2 separate regions of the Anas platyrhynchos genome follow, and region 1 is linked to region 2. Evidence: chromatin contacts called from public Hi-C data. All regions are on one chromosome and are shown on one strand. Each heading gives the region's core, a stretch centred on a gene start, on an enhancer-like site or on the middle of the called end of the contact. The rest is flanking DNA. Distances are from core to core; before and after follow the strand shown. Region 1 overlaps ZNF704 (zinc finger protein 704). Region 2 overlaps PAG1 (phosphoprotein membrane anchor with glycosphingolipid microdomains 1).

What was found. Hi-C and Micro-C count contacts between places; a contact is called where the count stands out from the background.
Region 1: a contact with region 2 is called in a Hi-C map of subcutaneous adipose tissue, with 2.3 times the contacts expected there. The contact joins two enhancer-like sites. A contact is called at or near these places in 3 of 8 Hi-C or Micro-C datasets (liver, skeletal muscle and subcutaneous adipose tissue).

Annotation. Positions count from the first base shown.
Region 1 is chr2:29,866,657-29,872,213 of IASCAAS_PekinDuck_T2T, reverse strand. All of the region lies in intron 2 of ZNF704 (zinc finger protein 704), which reads right to left. Among named protein-coding and RNA genes, the nearest start is that of ZNF704, 29 kb to the right of the region's middle. Within about 2 kb of position 1,898, at least 1 of the 8 cell types and tissues checked has an H3K27ac peak or open chromatin away from gene starts, as enhancers often do. A contact at or near this core is called in subcutaneous adipose tissue, where this site is marked.
Region 2 is chr2:29,791,756-29,796,865 of IASCAAS_PekinDuck_T2T, reverse strand. The region is part of intron 3 of PAG1 (phosphoprotein membrane anchor with glycosphingolipid microdomains 1); the gene reads right to left. Among named protein-coding and RNA genes, the nearest start is that of ZNF704, 46 kb to the left of the region's middle. Within about 2 kb of position 2,140, at least 1 of the 8 cell types and tissues checked has an H3K27ac peak or open chromatin away from gene starts, as enhancers often do. A contact at or near this core is called in subcutaneous adipose tissue, where this site is marked.

The sequences.
Region 1 (5,557 bases), core at 649-3,148, 76 kb before region 2:
TCTGGCATTTGTTTTCACCTTTGTTCACACAATTTGTATTAAACTGTTGGATAAAGGGCGTCCCTTCCAGTCACCACGAGACTGTTCTTCACCATGGAAAAGGATGGAGAGCAAAAGAAAACAAACTGGGGAGGGAAGTCTGAATTATCCTCCATACCCACAGGAATACAGGTAGGGAGCAATGGATGTAAAAAGCAGTGAGGGAGGTTTCAGCTCGAGTTGGAAAATATTTTGGCATGAAAACATTTAAACCCTGGAATTGACTACCCTTCATAATTATGACCTGTCAATAATTAACAACTTTTAAGAACAGATTTGACAAACAGTTATCAAAAGGGATACATAGAGCTGATCTCGATAGGGGGGCCAGAGAAGACCTACATGACCTGCAGAGGGCCTTCTAAGCCCTGATTTTGTTGTTCCAACGCTATAAACCAGAATATGCCAATATCTATCATATTAACATCTTCTAAACATATCTCTGAGTCAAAAATATTTAAGCTTCTACTGTAATAAGTGAGCAATTATTTGGCATAGATGATGAGACAGGAAATCTGGCAACGCACCAGAAGCAAAACACGCAGCCATGCATCTCCTGAAAGCCAGAGTTTGGAAAAGTACTCAACATATTTTTTAAACAGAACGTGGTACTTGTTTAAGGTTGTAAAAATCTGTTCAAATATTTTTCATTAAAGCTGCAGCAGTTCCGTCAATAAGAAAAGGCTCTAAGGTAAAGGCAGTTTTCCCATCAAGACAAACTCCTCGGCATCTGCAGGCACTCTCCCACCGATTCTTCTACCTCCCCACTAAAATATAATTTCTGTATCAGCTATGCACTTACATTTGTGCAGAACCAGCATAATGAGGTCCCTGTACTCCCGTGCATGGGCTCCTATAAAGGTCTGGAGATAACCGTGCACATTTGAGGCTCAAGTATAGCGAAAACAGAAAACAAGTCATTAAAGCTTGCAATACATATTGACAAAAGCAGTTTAAGACCAGAGGCAATTTGCCATCTATTCGTAATGATTGCTGCTCTCCATGCTTTGTGTTGTCTTGTGGTTGGCTCATTTCCCCATCCATGCTTACAAAGGGCATGCTGTTCATGGCCCCGCCACCGACGTTACCAAGTTTTAACTACCCTGGTGGCGAGTTAGCACTTTACAGAAATACATCCTAGCGTGTACATAGCATTTCCTAAGTAAGTGAAGGTTTGTTACCTTCAGCTAGATCTCAGAACTGAAAAAACTCACCACCAGACAAAGCAGACTTGAAGTTTGGTCTGTTGCTCACTGCTTAGAATAGATTTTTTTCACCTCATGAACAAAAAATAGATATAATCAGCTTATGTAACAGATGTTGATAATTTTACAAAAATAGTAGCGAAAAATGATGATTGGGCTCAGGTATTCAGTTGGCTTGCTTTTTCTCCCCCAGCTACTTCCTTCCCTCCACGAGCTCACACTGCTATTTGCAGCCTTCCTTTCCACTGCGTTAGGGCAGGCAAAGGTTAGCTGGACATTGTCCATGCACACAAATATACTCAGCATATAATATGGGAAGAGGAGCTTTTAACAATGCAATTCCTTAGTTCAGCTCAATATAATTTATCCCAAGCGTTGCTTATGTAACATATCATAAAAGCACGGGGAAAGACTAATTTTAGAGTATTTGGAACTGCATCTTTTGAACAAAGCTAATGGTGAAGAGGAAGAAAAATGTATTCCTCACTGGAACTGAGGAGAAGGATTTAGAAGCGCAACTGTGAAAAATGTGAAGTATTTGAAAGAGGGTGAGGTCTGGAGCTTCACTTGTTTTTTAAGGGATGGTTGGAGCAGAGGCATACCCACAACAGGAGCAGGAAGGGGAGAACAAGTGGGAGGAACAGAGCATGCAGCGATGGATGGGTACGTGGGAAGCTGTACAGCGCAGTGAGTCAACAGCAGGCTTTGCGAAGTAGGAGGGCAGTTCTAGGCCAAATGCTTAGTAAGTTAGCATGGTATCAAGGGATACATTTAGCTTGGACAGGCTTTAATTTAAGAAGCTTGTAAGAAGCAGAAACATATAACAGCTTGATATTTGCCGCTGGGTGTAGGGATGGGAAGAAGGGCAGCTTGGTTTAAGTCTGACTAAAGATTTTCTTTTCTGTATTTCCTATTTTTATCTATTTGATATCAGGTAAACAAAGCCTACTCCTAGGAGCACTAGAGCCAACAGCAGTTTAAAATGAGGCACTAAAGGATGCTGATGAATCACAGCATCAGTGCCAATGCATTCAGCGCCTCCCCAGCCGTACCTGAGCCGTCCCTTCTACCCCAGGGAAAGGTCTCAGACAAAATGAGAGCAGCCCACCGTGGAGGCTCAGCTGCAACCACAAATCCCTGTCCTGAAGGAGGAAACCCCAGCGTTGTGGGGTAGTGCCAGCAGGCAGGACCACTGCTGCCTCCTCAGTGATGTCTCGCAGCAGCTACGTCCTTCCCTGGCTTGTCATTTCAGCTCCACGCTGTATACAAACTGCCTCGCCAATCCCTCTGCCACAGTAACGACAGGCAAACTTAATTAGTACTGCGAACAGTTTGGATGTCTGCACAACAGGTTGCCAAAAAAAAAAAAAAAAAGAGAAAAGAAAAAAGATAACTAAGAACATTTGTTGCATAATGTAATTCAAAGCTTCTATCTGTAGGACCAGTACAAGCCGTGTTTATTAATGTCACACATTATGTCTTAATTTGAAACATAAGCGAGAGCTTGTTTTTGTACTGCTTTAATTTCAATGATCTATTATAGAAGTATAGCATATAAGCAGTTTATTTTTGTAAGACCAGTTTTATACATCCAACGCAGATTTTCTCTCCAAGCTTCTTACTCAGACCAAAACATAACAAAATGACAAAATCGCTGCATTTCTCTGCATTTATTTGCTTTAGGGACTGGCAACAGAAAGCAATGTATCTTCATCATACTTAGAATTTCTGTAAACATCACGAGGAAATACACACCACAAGCCACAAATAAGTGTAACCACAAGCCTTTTTACGTGACCTGTTTTAAAGGGTTAGATCAATTAGATTTTTACTATTGCTGTTATTATTAGAAGTATTCCTGTGATCTAGAAGCACTCTGACTAGGGCAGAAAGGTTAAGTATCAGCAAGATGTGTCTGAGGATAACCAGGGATGAGTGCGTGTCACACAGACGCAAGCTCACCCACTGGTATTATATAAATATCCTCACAGATCATGTGGATACACATACACACACTCACCCAGAAAAACATTCAATGGCTACTCTGCACTTACTATCGGAGTAACACATCCGTAATCACAGAATCATTGAGGCTGGAAAAGACCTCCAGGATCATCTGGTCCAACCATCCCCCTACCACCACTGCCACCCACTAAGCCATGTCCCTAAGCACCACATCCAACCTCTCCTTGAGCAGCCCCAGAGACAGTGACCACCACCTCCCTGGGCAACCCGTCCCAGTGCCTGACTGCTCGTTCTGACAGAAATGTCTCCTCATTTCCAACCTGAACCTCCCCTGGCACAACTTGAGGCCATTCCCTCTACTCCTATCGCTAGTTACCTGTGAGAAGAGGCTGACCCCCTTGCTCTCAGGTAGCTGTAGATAAAAAATAGCGATACGCAGTAAGGTCTAATCCTGGAGTTAAGGGCCCAGTGACAACGAGCAACCCCTGTAACTCTGCCAAAAAAACTGAAGGATACTGAGAAGTAAGAGACCACATGGGCACGGCTATGGCCCCCTCCAGCTGAGGTGCTCCAGCAAGCCCTGGGCCCATTAACAACACTGGAGGGGATTTCAGGCCAGTGACTCTCAGGAGTTCGGAAGTAAGGAAAATCGGTCAAAATGTTCTTTTTACATCACCAGTGCTTGAGCTGGGCCCTGGAGCAGATGACCACCAGAGGTCTTTTTTGGCTTCAGCCAACCTGTCAGAAAGTGGCATCAAACCATTTTTAATGGGCACCTTTCAGCAGAAGGGAACACAAGAAGGCCACACATGCCCTCCTCTCGGCCTCTTCCTTCCCCCCCCAGGCAGCCGCCATGTTCACAGAGCTCCGTAAGCAGCTTTGCAGGGAGCAGTAACCAACTTTTCTTGTTATTTTGTTGAAACCTTCACTTAGTTCTTCACTGCCTCCCTCAGCTTCATGGAAGGAATCGGATATTCAGGGGGAAAGCAAGAGAAACAATCCAAATCAAGATAAAGGGGGAAAAGGCACAAGCAGTGAGCTTAAAAGTCTGGGATATGGGACAAAGAATGGCTTTAGTATACCAACTTAAGTAAAAGGCTACGAAGTATTTAAATTTTTGTGGCTTTGTTTGTTTTTGTTTTTCAATAGGAAAGCATTACCTAAACATAGGCTTTATTTCATTACAAACAGTAAATGACAACAGCTTAGTCCCACAAAACAAGGGTAAGTTCAGTGACTGACATCCCTGAAGATGAGATGTGTGGGATCCTGAAGGTGAAAGAGGTCTGAACTGCGAGCGTGGCCACCAGCAGCAGCTGGATGTTTTAGCATGTTCAAGGCAACAGCTCTTTCTAAATGTCCCACATAAAATGGCATTGGAAATAGCTCTGCTGACCATAATGTGGGACATCTGCTGATGGTGGAAATAGCACCCTCTGCGCTTCCTCAGGCAGCCAAGATATTAAACTGTGCGTAGCAAAACAAATCAAATAAGCAGCAATGGCATTATAATACAGCCTATTAAAAGCATCAGTTGGCTAGTTACTCCGTTTACCATCTTGAATACTGCTGTTACCCCAAACATCCATTTTCTCTTCCTGTGTCAACATGGTAGCAGCTTCAATGCGATGTGCCAGTGTTAACGCTGCCGAGAGCAATCGTGCCCCTAGGACAAGACAGTTTGGGAGCCCAGCTGCATCTGGGCTTCTGGTATGCTCCTTGAGAGAAGCAAGGGCAACCGTCAGACACACAGAGTTTATGATGACGTATAAATAATAAAAAAGAAACACTCTGCCATTGTGTTCTGGCAATGTTATTCCATATATTTTACTCCGGCTTCCTAAGGAGTCTGTTTTGAAAATGTGGTTGTTGAACAATTTCATAGACACAGCTACTAACAGTGAATGTTTTAACTCAAAATAACTTATCTTTCTAAACACCAGTTCTACGGAAAGTGTAAACATACATTTGCTGGGGAACGTTAAATCTTTTTAGCAAGATATGTCATCTCACCTACTTTCACTGTATGGATGGAGCAGAAAGGTGCTACAGGATTTACTTTTCTCTAGGACCAGTCAAAACACAAGTTCACGTTTCACCCATAGCTTCCTCCTGGTTTGCCAAAGATGCTCAGTTCACTGAAGGCCCAAAGTTACTTGGTAGACTTGGCATTGCATCAACAGCAGGATTTCCTATGACAGCACTTAAAATAAAGGGATACACAAAATCACAAGACCTCCTATCTAATGAGCTCGACTAGTGTACTTGAGGAACAGCAACTAACATTTACTGTCATTGTCTCAAAACTGAGGACTAGTCATTTAGCATGTATTAAAAATACACCAGAC
Region 2 (5,110 bases), core at 891-3,390:
AAGCATGCCAAACATAAGACTGAATAATGACTTAAATCAACACGAGTTACTTTCAAATTTTCAGCTACATTTCTGATGGTGACAGAGAAAAAACCTTGTCAGATATTAATACAAAATATACTTTAATTGTATGTATATATTTTTGTTTATGCAAGTTTATGCATATCAAATATGTATGTACAAATGTATATATATTTCTACAGCATCAGAAGCACATTTTTTTAATAACAAATTCAATTTGGTACCAACATCATATCTGTATCAAAAACCACTATGTCACCATTTTGTTACTAAAATATTATGAGAAAAAAGTTTAATTTCTAGAAAAATGCCAGTCACATCAAAGGAAATCTGTTGAGTCAGCAGAATAAAAAACCAAGTTATTTTATTATGTAGAAAGTAATGTTTCTGTTCCCATGCAAAATTGGTTCATTGATTTCCATCATGCAGGATCAGACTTCCAGACACCTTCTAAAAAGAACCAATTCTAACCAATTTCTCCATGGTGAAAACAAATTTTAAGTTATTAATGATATTGCAGTAGCTTGAAGAGGTGAGAAACAAACATGGAATTTATTAATTTTTCTGAGGCATTCTAGCCATGTCCAATTTACCCTGGTTTGCATTTGTTGTGGGGAACAGAGAATATGAGGAATAATCTGAAAAAGACCAAAAGATGTAGAAGTTTATGAAAGAATAAAAAAGTTGCTGGTCCTAGGAAGATAGGCATCAAAGCATAGTTGAGTATTTCTGGTTTGGCCAAGCAACTGGAAAGTCAGATAATCTGTGACTTTACAAAACCCATAAATACAAAGGATGGGGAGGGAGCAGCAGGTGTCACATGTTGTCCAAGTGCTGGATATGTTTTACTCATAATTTTGAGTAGCAGTAAGTGCCCAACAGCATTTTAGTTGTCTTCTTTCTTAGTTTTCTCAATAAATAAGCATATAAATTTAGAGAACATGAATGAGGAAAAATAAAAATCCATATTTTTTTCAAATATTAGGCAAAAAAAGGTAAGAAGAATAGAGATTTCAAAGTATGTTTCTGAAAACAGAAATACGTGGTTATTTGTTTTTTGGAGCAGGCATAAAGTTGTCTTGAATGATATTTACTCTGTAGAGCAATACTGTTCTCCTGTCAAAAGACTAAGTGATATGGCAAAAGCTAACACAGCAGAAAAAGTTTCTCTACATATAAGGCTGCTGGCCTTTAAATACAGACAATACTGGAGCTAGGGAAAGCTAAGGATGCATGGTGTAAAGACACACAGGAAAGCTGCATCCCTTGAAAACTTCAGCACAATTAGGAAGTTGTGCAATGAGCAGAAGCTTTTTAAGCTGAGCTTAAAAAGAAGTGAGATCACAGAGAGAGCCAAGGGAGAGAGATGTGTGAGTGCCAAGACGTGCAAGACTGAAGCCAGAAATGAGAAACCCCACCAGGCAGAAGCCAAATGGAGGAAAGCAAATGACCAAGGACAGAAACTGTACTTGTTCTGCAGTGAAAGGCCAAGAATGCAGACACCAAAGCTTTGACTGTAAATTGAGAGAAAAAGGTCAGAAATGGTCAAGTGCTGTGGCATTTCTAGCTCCTGGAGGAGTTTGGCATCTGTGCAAAAGGACCTGGAAGCTGCTCAACAGTTCTGCTTTAAGTACAGAACAGCAACAAGTAAATATAATTATAATACAAACAAAGCATGTGTATTCATCCTGTGTTGAAGACAGCACCCTTCTCAGGCGGTGCCATCAGAGGACTCAATGCCTGTTCAATGCCTCCCAAACTATGAGGCTAAAACAGTTTTCATTCAGGCAGGTGCATTTGACACAGGAAAGCTTCTGGAAGCTGGACAAGCACCCACCAACTACCATGACCAGCGTGGGACAGAAACCTGACAGAGGACAGTGAAAATACAACGGACTCATCTGCTTCCACTTGGGCAATGCCTGGGCACTAAAAGGTTAATATGCAGTTAATATAATGGATTTTGGAGTTGCTTCAGAAGCTAGTTTTAAGCAGAAACTTACTTGCAATCATGACTATGGAACAATAAGCAGCTAATGTCAAAAATCTCCTAGACACCTGAAATGGTTAACTACTGCTTTCACAATAAAAAGTTATATTGTGCTGCCCTCTGGTGAGGCTTTCTGTTAGGGGAAAGGTATTTGTGCCTGCTGTCCTCACGGCTATGGCTCGTGTGATGGTGCTTCAGAGGTGAACAAAACCCTGCTGCTAAGGATGGAGTTTCACAGAGTCTGTCATCTGCCTGGCTCGAAAAAATATCCTGATACCACCCTTGAAAGACTGCCAGACTTGAATAGCTTAACCTTGCAGGGAGACACCGCTGGGACAGGATAATGGTCAGCTGAACTGACTTTTTTCAGTATGTGAAGATCTTTGAAGATGATTTCTGTAGTTGCACTCTTTCCAGAAAAAGGCAAGGGTATCTTTCTTCAGAAATCTCAAGTTACTAGTGACACCAAAGTCGTCGTCGTCGTCGTCGTCCCCCAAAAAAAAAAAAAAAAAAAAAAAAGACTAATAAAGACAGACCTGGGGTACCTGGATAAGAAAACTTATTTCATCTAGGGCAAAGTGCCAATGATGGCTTGTGTTCACATTTCAAAATCATTATCAGTTCAGAAAACTAATTCTTACATTATATTGAACAGAATTTCTCCTTCTTGTTGGAACTTTCTCTTGCTTTTTAGACATCAATATTTACCATTAGTGGAATCTATACAACAAAAAACACCCATAGCCATTTCTTCAAAATTGCAGTTAAATGCACAATTATGTTTGTAGTTTCAGAAAGAGGGATATTTCACTACATGACCCGCACTTTTACTGTGAATAATGTGTTGTTTTTCCTTACGAGTGCTGTAGGGATAAAGCACAGCTCAGGCATTTCAGAGTGAGGACAGAAGGGTACAACGTGCAAGCAATTTGAACGTGAGATATACAAAAGAGCGTGGGAAGGCTGCAATTTTTGGGAATGCATAGAGTGAGAACGTCAGCTCACGAGGGAGCTGCTGCAAAAGCTTGGATCGAGACCTGGACTCCTTTCAAGCCTGGGGATGGCCAGATCCTGTGCATGCAGACCCGGTGGCCTGGGAGGCACAACAGGAGATGATGGCGTGTGCCTGTGCCCACTGCCAGGGCTGAGGCTCTCCATGGGCACTTCTCCCACCAACCATGCCTTCAGTGTCTTCTCACTGCTTCTGGGCTTTGCCACCATTTCATTCATGTCCCGTTACAAACCACATTAGGCCCATGTTTCAATCAGCTTCCATGGGGAAATGGGTGGGAAAAGCCAATGGCTCCGCATTTCTGGTTTCCTTCATGAATTATAGATAGAGTCTAGGCAAGGGAAGAAATTGTTCTGACAACTGAATGACTTTGGATGTGAAAACCCAAACGCGAGAGGACAGGAGAGACACTGGGATGGCTCAGGATCACAGCTCTCTGTCCTGAGCTGTCAGACCAGGAGCTTCGTGGGCCTGCCCCTGTGTTGAGCTTCCCTCTCAGGCTGCAAGGCCTCCTCGCACTCACTTCTCCTGCCCACTTCTCCCATTGCCTGTACCTCCAGTTACTATGATAGCATCCCTAAACTATAAAACAGTTTAGTCACATCATCTGGGTTGGAAGATCCCCTCCACCCTACTAGTGCAGACCTAGGAGGGACTGGGGAGAGTGGGGAAGAAGGCCTTGGAGGTGCGAGTATCATCATGGATGTAGCTCGCTTTATCCTTTAGTGCTATCTGGAAGTGGCTCCTCAGCGTTTCCTTTCTGCAGCTTGCCACAGCTGGTGGACTCCTGATAGCAAAACTTCACACAATGCCCAAATTTTGGCATGCCATCAAGGCTACACCTGCCCCTGCATGGGCAAAATAATTCGGCCAAACTTTTCACAGGTATCTCCTACTGCAGATCATGGCATGAAGTCTGAGAATCAGAATATAGGGGGTCCTTTTGACCTCATGCCCCTGTGCTAGAAATCCTCCTATTCTCTCAGCACTGCTACACCACAGGATGTGCCCACCTTTCTACCCAGCCTGGCTCTTCTCATTAGCTCCCAGTTCCTGTCTGTCTGCTCACTACCCAATTCTGTTTGCTGCCTGAGGCAATCACCTCATTTATAAGTAGTAAAAACAATGCTAAGACAGCAATAAGCATGCATGGGTACCGAATAAAGTAAGTACAAAGACATGGAAATTTTATCAAAAAGCAAAAATTCAGATAATTCACAGGCATTTCTACATTAAAATAGATGACACTATAGAACAGCCTGAATACAAAAACATTATCCTTGCTTTAAATTGGTGCTAGGTACGTAAGAGTAATTGCACACTATTAGATGTTTCTGGAGACAACAGGCGACAGGACTGCTGTTTACACTGAGGTCCTGCTTGCAGAAACTCTCCCTACACCACCATGCTACCAGAATCAAGACTGAGGCTTCTGCAAATGCACTGTAGAAAAGTTGTATGACCAATCTGTGCTAGTTTTTCTGCACCTGTCTTATGGTGTTTCAGCTTCTAGCTGATTATATTTAGAGCCAGTACTGAACTATGCAAACATTAAGACCAAGATCACGTTTTTCAGTGTCTAATGTATTTCACTTTTGGGGTTGGTGTGCACTAAATCAGAACAAATCCTTCCCTATGACAGATTAACGCTCTCCTAGTGCAGTTGCATTTTGAGCTACTTGGCTTGGCAGCACCCATGTAACTGGAACAGTTGAAAACAAAAAGACACGTCTTATTGCAAGCAGTCGGGAACTGCTACAGCAGACCAGATGTGCACATAATTAAGGGCTGGTCCTGAAAGCCTGATGCTGGAAGGAATTACTGACATGGACTATAGCACTGCTGTAGGCTGTCAGATGAGCCTTGCTGAGGCTGTGCGTGCCGTAAGCCTTCAAAAAAGCTCACGTTTCTGCTTTGTGAAACAGCAGAATGATGAGGTCCTGATCTAATCCCCCACTGTATCTACTTTTACAGAAATCACTGCTGGCTTATCAAAGATCTGTGTGTGCTCTATAATGCAAAAACAGACCCCAGACAAAACCAAGCAGTCCCAAACTACCAGTCACTTTTAACCCTTTTTAAGCATT